Linked DNA regions of Mus musculus: regions 2 and 3 are each linked to region 1. A link is a contact called in public Hi-C data. All regions are on one chromosome and are shown on one strand. The core of a region is the stretch at or near the end of the contact, and the rest is flanking DNA. Distances in the headings are between cores, read along the strand shown.

Region 1 (3,140 bases), core at 357-2,856:
TTCTAGGTGGATGTCTGTTTGTACACAGGGTGTTTCAGGAAAGGTCATCTTGCACCTGTGCGTCTCTGTTGTGTATTTACTTGTGTGTTCCTTTGCAGGTATGTGTAACTGTCCGAGGGGCGTGTATCGCTGCGTGCTTGCGGTCTGGAATGGGTGGAACAGGCTGGGTGTGCTCAGCCACTGCTGTTGCTCATGCTGTTCCAGGCCAGGATAAAAATAGCCCGTTTACCTTTGCCCACAGAAACCAAAGTCCTGCCTTGGGCGTTCACTCCACCCGGATTCACCCTACTGGGCCTGGGTGGCCAGCCATGATGTGGGGCGTCACCTATAGCCACAGCCTTCTATAGATCTCCAGTCTTCATTTTGTGGAGTTGGGATAGAGGGGGTGTCGAGAAATCCCGCTTTCATTGCCTCCCTCTCCCCCAAACACAGCTAGCATGGATCTTCTTGCTTCTCTGCCCTCACACCACCAACCTCTTAGTCAGCAACTATGGCTCCCAAACCTTTCTTCTCCAATCTAGGAAAAACTTGGGAATACTAGGTTCTTTTGGATACCTCCCACCCTCCCACCCTTCTACCCTCCTACCCGACTTCAGAACCTGGCTAGGCTGCTCTCTTCCTGAAGAAGAGGGCTGATCCAGATCTGCAAAGAGGAAAAGCTTAGGAGGTCAGCAGATAAGGGGTAGGGGCTGCTTCTTTATAGCATTATGGAATTAGCCCGTTAGTGGGCTCCCACATGGAAGTGCTGTGAGCTTCCTGTGAGCGGATGCACAGACATCTCCCAAGTCTCCTCTGGTCACGTAAGCTTATGGGCCCACCTCTGGGTGACAAGGACTTCCTTCAAGAACCTTGGGAAGGGATGCCACCATTTGTGCCCCCACTTTCTACCTATTTCCCACATTCTGCTCCTCAACCCCTTATGAGACAGCTAACATCATTCTTCCCCATTTCACAGGTGACAGTGATGGAGACAGCTAAGCAGCTCCTTCAAGGTCACGCGCTTAAGGAGCAGAACCAGAACCAAGTTTGTGCTCGGAGCAAAACACAGCAGCAGGTTCCCTCCCCACACACGTCCTTTTATTCAATTGGACTGGTTCACCATATCCTAGGATGAGCCATCCTTCCGGATCCCACGTAAAGAGTTCTGTCCTGGGTCGAGGAGAAAAACAGAACCAATCACGATCCTAACTCATGCCCAAATATCCACAGCTGGAACTCCCCAACTACATCCCCCGCTCCACCAGGACTTGAGTGTTTGACATTTTTTCTTAAACACCCCCATCCCCTTTTGAGACCGAATCAAAAGCGAAAGCTGATTCACACCCAAGCTAAGAAGTGTACGAATGTTTATTTCCTTTATTTTTGGAAAGAAAATCCGGTAGACTCCGCCGCTTTCAGCGGACCGGTTTTCCGGTGCTTTGGATCCTGCGTTCTTCAAGGATCCCCTCTGATAAGGCCCCAACTCGGCCGCGCCTACACAGCGGTAGGGTACCCCCCCTCGCTGGGCCCCGTGGCTCCGCCCCCGTCCTCCAGGCCCCGCCTTCTATCGCGTGAGGCCCCGCCCCGGCCCGCTGACTCTAGGGCGAGCGCGCGGCGGCGCTGGGCATTGTGGCCGGCGGCAGGGCGGGCGAGGGCGCGGAGCCGCGGGGAGCGGCAGGGCGCAGAGGGAAGCACACACCCCACTCGGACAGACTTCGCGGCGCGGCCGCTACGAGCGCCGCTGAGCGCACTCCACTGGGATCGCACAACTTCGGAGCAGGGCGCGGACGGCGCTCGCAGCGGGAGAGCGCGGAAAGGGCGCACCAGAGCCGGGATCCCCAGCGGCGTCCGACTCCCGGAGCGCTCCTAGTCGCCGGGCGGCCTCCCGGCGCTGCGCGGTTGCCTCTGCGCCTACGGAGGGCACGGGCTGGCGCTGCCGGGCGCCTGCGAGAACGGCGAGGCGGCGGCGAAGGCGAAGGCGGCGAGGCTGGGGACCGGGAAAGAACCCCGAGGGAGAGGCGCCCGGGCCGGGGGACAGGAGCATGAGGGCCCGGAGCGGGGTGCGGAGCGCGCTGCTGCTGGCGCTGCTGCTTTGCTGGGATCCGACACCGAGCCTAGCAGGTAGGTGCGAGAGGGAGTGGAACACAGGGATGCGGTCCTGGCGCGTCTCAGCGTCCAACTGCAAGTTCGGGTGGTTCTTGGCGGAGTCACTGCGCTCCGAGAACGCCGTGGACGCGTCCAAGTTAAAAGGCAGCTTCGGTGCTCGGGAGAGGGGGCGACGCGTGGCCACCTGGGGTGCCACGTAAGCTCGAAGCTCCCTGCTCCTGCCTCCAAGGGATAGTTGCTTCCCGTGGAATGGGGTCTGATTCACTTCCAAGTGACCCCTGACTATCACGGAAAAACTGTCACTGCCAGGGCCAGGTGTGTGTTCTCTGCGGTTCGCCTGCAACTTAGGTCTGAGTACAGGCTCCCGCGGGCTGCACGCGCAGCATTCTGAGGGTCGCGGACAGAGAGCAGGATACTGCGGAACCCTGGAAGCGCTTCTTCTCGGCCTTTGGGGAGCCGAGGCCCGAAGGCTTTAAGCTACTGAAGGGGGAGGGGCCGACTCCTGTACACCGTGATCTCCGGAGGTGCGGCGCGGGCGGGTATGAAAAGGTTTCGTGGTTGGTGGATTGTTTGGGGGTGAGTGTTGGCAGAGAGTGGAGGGGCGTAATGTATCTCCTTTCGACTTTGCCTATTTTCAATAGGTTATTGGTATTCTCAGTGTCCAGGTGAGCTCGCCTCTGCACTGCACCTGGACCCAGTAAAGATGCTCTTAAGAGGGTTTGGTGGACTCCTAAGTTTATAAAGTCCCCGATTCTCCTCTCATCGCGAAGATGGAAGTGTCTTGCTGGCTCTGTAGTAGCTCGGCTGGGCGTTGCAAAGTGGGCTGCGTCTTCCTTGGAAGGAAAAGTAGACACTCGCACCAACCTCTCTGGTACCCAAGCAGGTGAACTGCCGTTAGGGTGAATCGACTCCCGAAGCTGGTGCGGGGGCTGGAGGGCCACCCTAGACAAAGACCTCCCTGAGCAAAGGCTAAGAATGGGAAAAGGAAACTAGCAGAAAGTATTGAGTTGACACACACCCCACCACCCTCAGTGATGATGGCATCCTCTCTCTCT
Region 2 (3,140 bases), core at 326-2,825, 120 kb before region 1:
GTAACTATATTACAAATATACATCTATCTGTATCTATATTGCACACACACACACACACACACACACACCTATTTACCTATCTGTCTATCTATATGGTGTTTTTACAGCATGGTAAAACCTCTATGGACTTAGTGCTTAATCCAGGTGATTAGCCTACTGGCTTCAGAGAGATCACAACAGAGCCTCTCTCCACTCCAGTGCTGACTCGGGCGCTGTATAAATCCTGCATCCACTACTGGACAAGAACCCTAGGCTCTGATTCTCTGTCTAGAGCTGTGTTTCTGAGTGAGGACGGGCCCACTCTCAGCCTCTTGCTCCCTGGAAACTTGCAGGAGGATTAAACCCTCCCAACTGACTCTACAGTCTGGAGTTCCTCGGCCCTCAGGGGATTCTCATGGGTGTCAGGGGTTGAGAGCTGTGCTGACTGACGTGAGTGCTTTGGTATGAGGATATTAACTAACCAGGAGCCATGGGTGGGACATCCCTCCTTGGTCGTGTCTGGCTCTTGTTCACTATGTGTGTTATAGACTTTTGTATGGGTATACATACGCATGTGTGTGCAGAGACCAGGGTTCAATGTCAGGTGGTCTCCTCTATTGCCTTCCACTATATTATATTATATTATATTATATTATATTATATTTGATATAGGGTCTCACTATATAGCTCTGACTAGACTAGAACTCACTATGTAGACTAGGCTGGCCCAGAACTTAGAGATCTATCTGCCTCTGCCTCCTGAGTGCTGGGATTAAAAGCGCATGTCACCATGCCTGGCCATCTTATTTTTTTCAGACAGGGTCTCTCATTGATTTTGCGTTCATCAATTAGCTAGGCTGGCCAGCCAATGATCTCCAGAGATCTGCCTGTCCCCACACTCATGCCCCACCCAGAGCCTTGCTTTTATGTAGTTGCTGGGGATTTGAACTTAGGCCTACATGCCTGCACAGCAAACACCTTGCCTACTGAGTGATCTCCCCAGACCCCTGCCCACACTTGACACCTCAAGAGGAAACAGGAACTCCTCTGGTTTACAGTCTGAATGCTGCATCTCTAAGCTAGGAATATGTATGAACCCAGTGCTGTTACCCCTCACCAGATGCAGTGGATCACGAGGCCTCCCTCCTTAGATCTGGTCTCCCGTGACGTCATAGGTCTTTCCCTCAGCCCCTAGGCCACTGCCTTCCCTAGCCCGGCCAGCAAGAGGCTTTACTCGAAGAACCCTAGCTGCTCTGGGCTGGGGCAGGCTGGCTTGGTTTATCTACTGCTGTCATTAATTAGTTTTGTCGGGGATGAAAGACAGGTCCCTGGAGAAGACCGGCACATTAGAGTGCATTATTCCTTCCTTGCTCTGGGCTTACCAGCAAGAAGCATCAGCCCTGGCTGCTGTCAGCCCTACACAATTAATTAGCCTGCAGCGTGTGTTCCCCTCGGGCCCAAGGGCTCTGTTCTAGCATCTAGCATCCTTCAGGCCTCTTTGTCCCAATTTTACCTGTGCAGAGGTATAGGACGCGCCCTCCAGGGTGTGAGAGAGAGGTCACCCACAGTAGCTGGGTGTAAGGCAAAAGGTGGAACCTTTGTCCTAATGACTTTTGCTGAGTAAGTCTGACTCATCAGTTGCTGAGCTAAGTGTCCCAGGAGGTACCATCTTAATTTGCCACATGAAGAAGTACAGGCTCTTGGAAGGAGATGGGTGGCTTGTCTAAGTAAGACACAGGTGGCAGAAGTCTAGTCCCAAATGTTGTGTTTTAGCTGCTTAGAATGCTACTCTGGTTGTCTCATGAGGGTGGGGGCTGGCCTGAGAAAGTAGAGCAAGTTGGGAGAGGAGCACACCCCATGGGATGAAACAGAGGTGATGGGCTATCGATGTGGTCCAGGGGGCCCTCTGCTCAGCAAGGCATCAGGAGACATGTCTGACTCTACTCCCTGAGTGAATGTGGGCAAGTCCTCAGTTTCTCCTTCTTGTCCAGTGGTTAGGTCCAATGGCACAAAGTTCTCTAGAGAGACAGAATAACCCAGAGCTTCAGGCAATGATGGCCTTTGAGGACTTCATGTCTCTGAGCTACAACTTGTAGTTTGAGAAAAATGAATGTGGGGGTCTAGCCATGCTCGCTTCATAGAGCCACGAGAGGCCAAGATGAGGTAACATGACCCAGGATCTGATTTCAAAAGAACTAGGCAAGTTCTTGTGATGATGATGATGGTGGTGGTGGTGGTGGTGGTGGTGGTGGTGGTGGTGGTGCTGATGTTGTGGTGACAATGATCATGGAGGAGGAGGAGACATGACTGATTCTCAGGCCAGCTTTGCCCTGACCCCTAAGGAGTAAACCCATGATTGCCAAATGCATATTCAATACAACCATGACCTGAGAGAGGCATAGATGGTTAGACCTCCAGAATGGTCCTGTCCGCTCAGGGCTTGGATTCTAAACCTGTAGCCTATCTGGCTTTCTGTTTGCCATGCAACCTTGAACAAGCCACCCATGTTGCCCATGTTGCCAGACCCTAGCCTTCCTGCACAGGGTGTGTCCGGCTGGCCAAGACCCTAGAGAGACACTTCCACTCCACAGGGACAATGGTAGTCTCTGAGGAAGGATGCCACCAGCCCTCTGTGTGGCTGACTCAGGTTTATCCCAGAAGTGGAGGTTGGGTTGCTTGCCCAAGTGTGCTAAGAAGTTAATTAAACCCTCCAGAAGTCATTTATTAAGAGAACGGTGATGGTGTGTTCAATACCAGCCAAGGCTTGGTGCACGGAATGAGTCTTCCTTTAGCTATGAATAATGGGCCCTCCCTTCGCGAGCATCCCTGGCTCTGAAGGATGGTCCTGGGGCAGCCATGGCTCATCTTAATGGCCTGCTGCTGAGGAGGCTGGCAGGCCAGTCCCCAGTTCTCATCACTTCCCACCCAGGGTCCTACTCTCTGTCTGCTGTGCTTCTCCAGACAGGTCTGAGGTCCAGTTAACCTCCCCCCCACACCCTCTCTCTCGCAGTCCCCCTGGGAAAAGTTGAGGGTCACTAAAGCCACTAGCTGCGTGTCTACAACTCTCATCCTGTGTCACCTTATTGGCCCCGCCACGAGGCTGACTTGGGGTCAGTTGGTTGTTGTTTGTTTAGGGGAACAGGGTCCCATGTAGCTCAGGA
Region 3 (3,140 bases), core at 176-2,675, 80 kb before region 1:
CCCAGGTTCCTACCGGGTTTGAGTTCCTGTACTGGCTTCTTTCAAAGACAGGGCAGGGGAAGTGTGTTCCAAATAAGACCCTTTTTCTCCTAGCTGCTTTTGGTCATGGTGTTTTACTACAGCAATAGCAACCTTAACTAGGACACCATGTATGTATCCATCCATTCATTCCCCCCCATCTACCCATCCTTCTGTCTGTCTGTCTGTCTGTCCGTTCATCCATCAGTCCGTCCATTCTCACTCAGCCATACTGATAGGGAAGTGAGGAGATAGGTAAGCCTGTTGTCAGTAGTCTTAGGTTTGTGTGAAGCCTATTTTATTAGTTTTTATGGTTTGTGCTTCTTTAAAAATCAGAGATGAAATCTACGTTGAACTCCAAGTCACAATGACTTATCCTGTTTTATTGTGGGAGTTCAGAACTTTAGCACTTATGCTTTGGTTTATGGTGCATCTGAACTCTGTGTGTGTGTGTGTGTGTGTGTGTGTGTGCGCGCGCGCACGCACGCACGCACATGCACACATGTGCTTGCGTGTGTTTGGTGTGAAGTAAGGCTTGGAGTCTGTTTCCTTTTCCCCTTGAACACCTGGTTCCTCAGGCCTTCGGTGAAGATTATCTCCCACATATGACCTTCAATCTCTTGCCACCATTGACTCCTGTTAGGACAGTCATCTATCTGTTTTGTGTTCTATGACTTTATCTGTTCAATTAAATTAAATATCTACTAGCATTGTGCTAATACCACACTGCCCTTCATATAGCTTATTAGGAACTCTTGAAATTTGGTATAAGAAGATCCGAGATATTTTTCTTTTTCTCCAAATTGGCCTATTGCTTCCTTGTTTAGTTTCAAGCAAGTGTGTTGTTTTTTACACCATGCTGGGCTTTGGCGGCAAAGGCTTTGAGTCTGCACACTGTTATATTTTCTGATTCATGGATTTGGCATGACTCTCTGTTTACTTAGATCAGTTTTTAATTGCTGTGACTAATAATTTATACCTTAAGTCGACAGGAAATACACACATTTTTATTACCACTATTCCAAACTATTTCCTGAATTTCCTGCCATTATAAATGATATTCCTAAATTTGCATTTCTAATTATTCATTTCCAGGGCTTAGAAATACGATTGATATTTTTTTTCATATTAGCCTTGAATCTTGTTACCATGCCAACCTCACTAATCAATCCTAGTGTTTTTTTCTGTTGATCCATTTGGATTTTCTTTATAGGAAGATGATAAATTTACAGAAGGAAGGGAGAGAGGGACAGAGGGGGGGGGGAGCGCTCACCTTTGATATCTTTTCAGCCTATGAAGCTTATATCTTGTTCTATTTTTTCTTGTCTGTTTGCACCAACTAGAGCCCCTCTGATTTTCAAGCTCAGGTGGAAACAGGGTTTTCTACCATCAAGTTGTGGTATTCATTCTGACTCAGAGATGTCCTCACTAGGGTTCTGGATGCTCCCTTCTAGGCTTAGTTTATGACACGGTTGCTTTGGGGGGGTGCTTTAAATCATGAAGGAGTGTACAATTTTGTCTAATACCCCCCTCTGAGAGTGTGTGTGTGTGTGTGCAGGCGAGTTTACCTGTGTGCACAAGTGGGCCAGAGAAAGGCATTCTCCTGTATCATTCTCCATCTTATTCTTTGAGGCAGGGTCTCTCCCTGAACCTGGAATTCATGGGGTCGTATTTCAACTAGACACCCCCCACCCCTGATCTTCCTGTCTCTGCTTTCCCCGTGCCACAGTGCAGAAGTTCCAGGCACAAACAAGGCCACACTCATCTTATTACGTGGATGCTGAGATCTGAACTCAGGCCCTTGAGATTATGCAGTAAGCCCTCCTAACTACTGAAGTCTCTCTTCAGCCCCTCCAATACCTTTTTGATGTCTTTTTGTTTCTGTTTTGCTTATTAAAATAATAAGGTATATTGAATGTCAAACAACTGTGTGTTCTTAAAAGAAACTTCACTGAGTCATGAATTGATCTGCTCACATATTCCCATGTTTGGCTTACTATGTCTTGCTGAGTCCCATGTTCTTTGTTGGCACTGGTACTGACTGGAGCTCTCCCTTCCTCTCCCGGCCTTGGTTAGGGCATCAGGGTACTATTTGCTCCAAGAAAGGAATTTTCCCTCCTCCTCTGTGACTGAGGGGTTTCCATAGATTTGGTTCTGACCTTAGGTGTTTTATATAATTAACCACTGGAGCCATCTGAATATGAAGTGGTATGGGTGAGATTTCTCAGCAGGTAAAGGTGGTTGCCAACAAACCTGCCTTTGATTCCTGGGACCCCACAGTAGAAGGAGAGAAATGACTTCCAAAAGTTGTTCCCCATCCTCCACATGAACACTGTGGCACACACACACACACACACACACACACACACACACACAAAATGTATTTATAAAGGTGTCATTTAAAAGGAAAGAAAACTTGAATGTAGGCTCTAAAGTCAGAAAGAAAACAAATATGCTTGCCTTAACTTCTTTCCAATATGTGCTGGATTCTAGGCAGAGGAATGAGGTGAGGAAAAAAAATTGAAAAGCAGCCATATTAGAAAGTAAGATTTAAAGCCATTTCTGTTTTTATAATACATAAAATGATATATGTATAATGATATGTTAAGAAAATGAACATACAATTAAAGCTAATAAATGATGTTAGGAAAGATATACAGTCTGAGAGTCACACACACAAAATGACAGTGCTTCTTTATGCTAGCAAAAAGTTACCAAAAAATGAAATAAATGGTTCTGTGTATAATAGTATAAAAAAGAGTACAGTTTTTAGAAATAACTTCAGTCAAAGAAATAAAATATTTGCATACATACAGAGATGACAGAATACTGTTTTAAGACACTGAAGAGCTGGATAGATGGAAAGATAACCCACGTTCATGAATTACAATACTCAATGTTGTTGAAAGGGCAGAGTTTCCCAGAGTGGACACTTTCTTCTAAAAGTCACTTGGAAATGTAGAAGACTCAAAATAGGCAAACAAAGCAGATGAGGATGAACAAAGAAGAGAGAACCACACTTTATGTTCTGATTTCAAAAGTTATGAGAGCACACAAGCATACTGAATTAGTTAGGGTTTTACTGCTGTGAACAGATACCATGACCAAGGCAACTCTTATAA

Evidence for each region. Hi-C and Micro-C count contacts between places; a contact is called where the count stands out from the background.
Region 2: a Hi-C map of the N1E-115 cell line shows a contact between it and region 1, with 4 times the contacts expected there. The contact joins the enhancer-like site here to the promoter of Unc5b in region 1. A contact is called at or near these places in 11 of 39 promoter capture datasets (the 3T3-L1 cell line, the SN4741 cell line, cranial neural crest and 8 more), 1 of 15 datasets of contacts at CTCF or cohesin (the NIH/3T3 cell line), 6 of 484 Hi-C or Micro-C datasets (the AML12 cell line, the N1E-115 cell line, bone marrow-derived macrophages and 3 more), 13 of 115 datasets of contacts at active chromatin or transcription factors (bone marrow-derived macrophages, embryonic forebrain, embryonic hindbrain and 7 more) and 2 of 9 other capture datasets (adipose tissue and embryonic stem cells).
Region 3: a contact with region 1 is called in a Hi-C map of pancreatic cancer cells, with 2.1 times the contacts expected there. The contact joins the enhancer-like site here to the promoter of Unc5b in region 1. A contact is called at or near these places in 3 of 39 promoter capture datasets (the 3T3-L1 cell line, embryonic stem cells and stem cell-derived epiblast-like cells), 1 of 15 datasets of contacts at CTCF or cohesin (the NIH/3T3 cell line), 13 of 484 Hi-C or Micro-C datasets (the AML12 cell line, the CH12 cell line, bone marrow-derived macrophages and 8 more), 6 of 115 datasets of contacts at active chromatin or transcription factors (VIP interneurons, cardiomyocytes, embryonic midbrain and 3 more) and 3 of 9 other capture datasets (embryonic stem cells, liver and pancreatic islet).

Annotation. Positions count from the first base shown.
Region 1 is chr10:60,830,047-60,833,186 of GRCm38.p6, reverse strand. It overlaps Unc5b (unc-5 netrin receptor B), which reads left to right and starts at 1,606. Exons shown (of 17, transcript NM_029770.3): 1 at 1,606-2,100. The coding sequence starts at 2,022.
Region 2 is chr10:60,953,831-60,956,970 of GRCm38.p6, reverse strand. No RefSeq gene overlaps it. Among named protein-coding and RNA genes, the nearest start is that of Mir466j, 5.3 kb to the left of the region's middle. Within about 2 kb of position 1,575, at least 12 of the 459 cell types and tissues checked have an H3K27ac peak or open chromatin away from gene starts, as enhancers often do. A contact at or near this core is called in the N1E-115 cell line, where this site is marked.
Region 3 is chr10:60,909,391-60,912,530 of GRCm38.p6, reverse strand. No RefSeq gene overlaps it. Among named protein-coding and RNA genes, the nearest start is that of Mir6408, 12 kb to the left of the region's middle. Within about 2 kb of position 1,425, at least 1 of the 459 cell types and tissues checked has an H3K27ac peak or open chromatin away from gene starts, as enhancers often do. A contact at or near this core is called in pancreatic cancer cells, where this site is marked.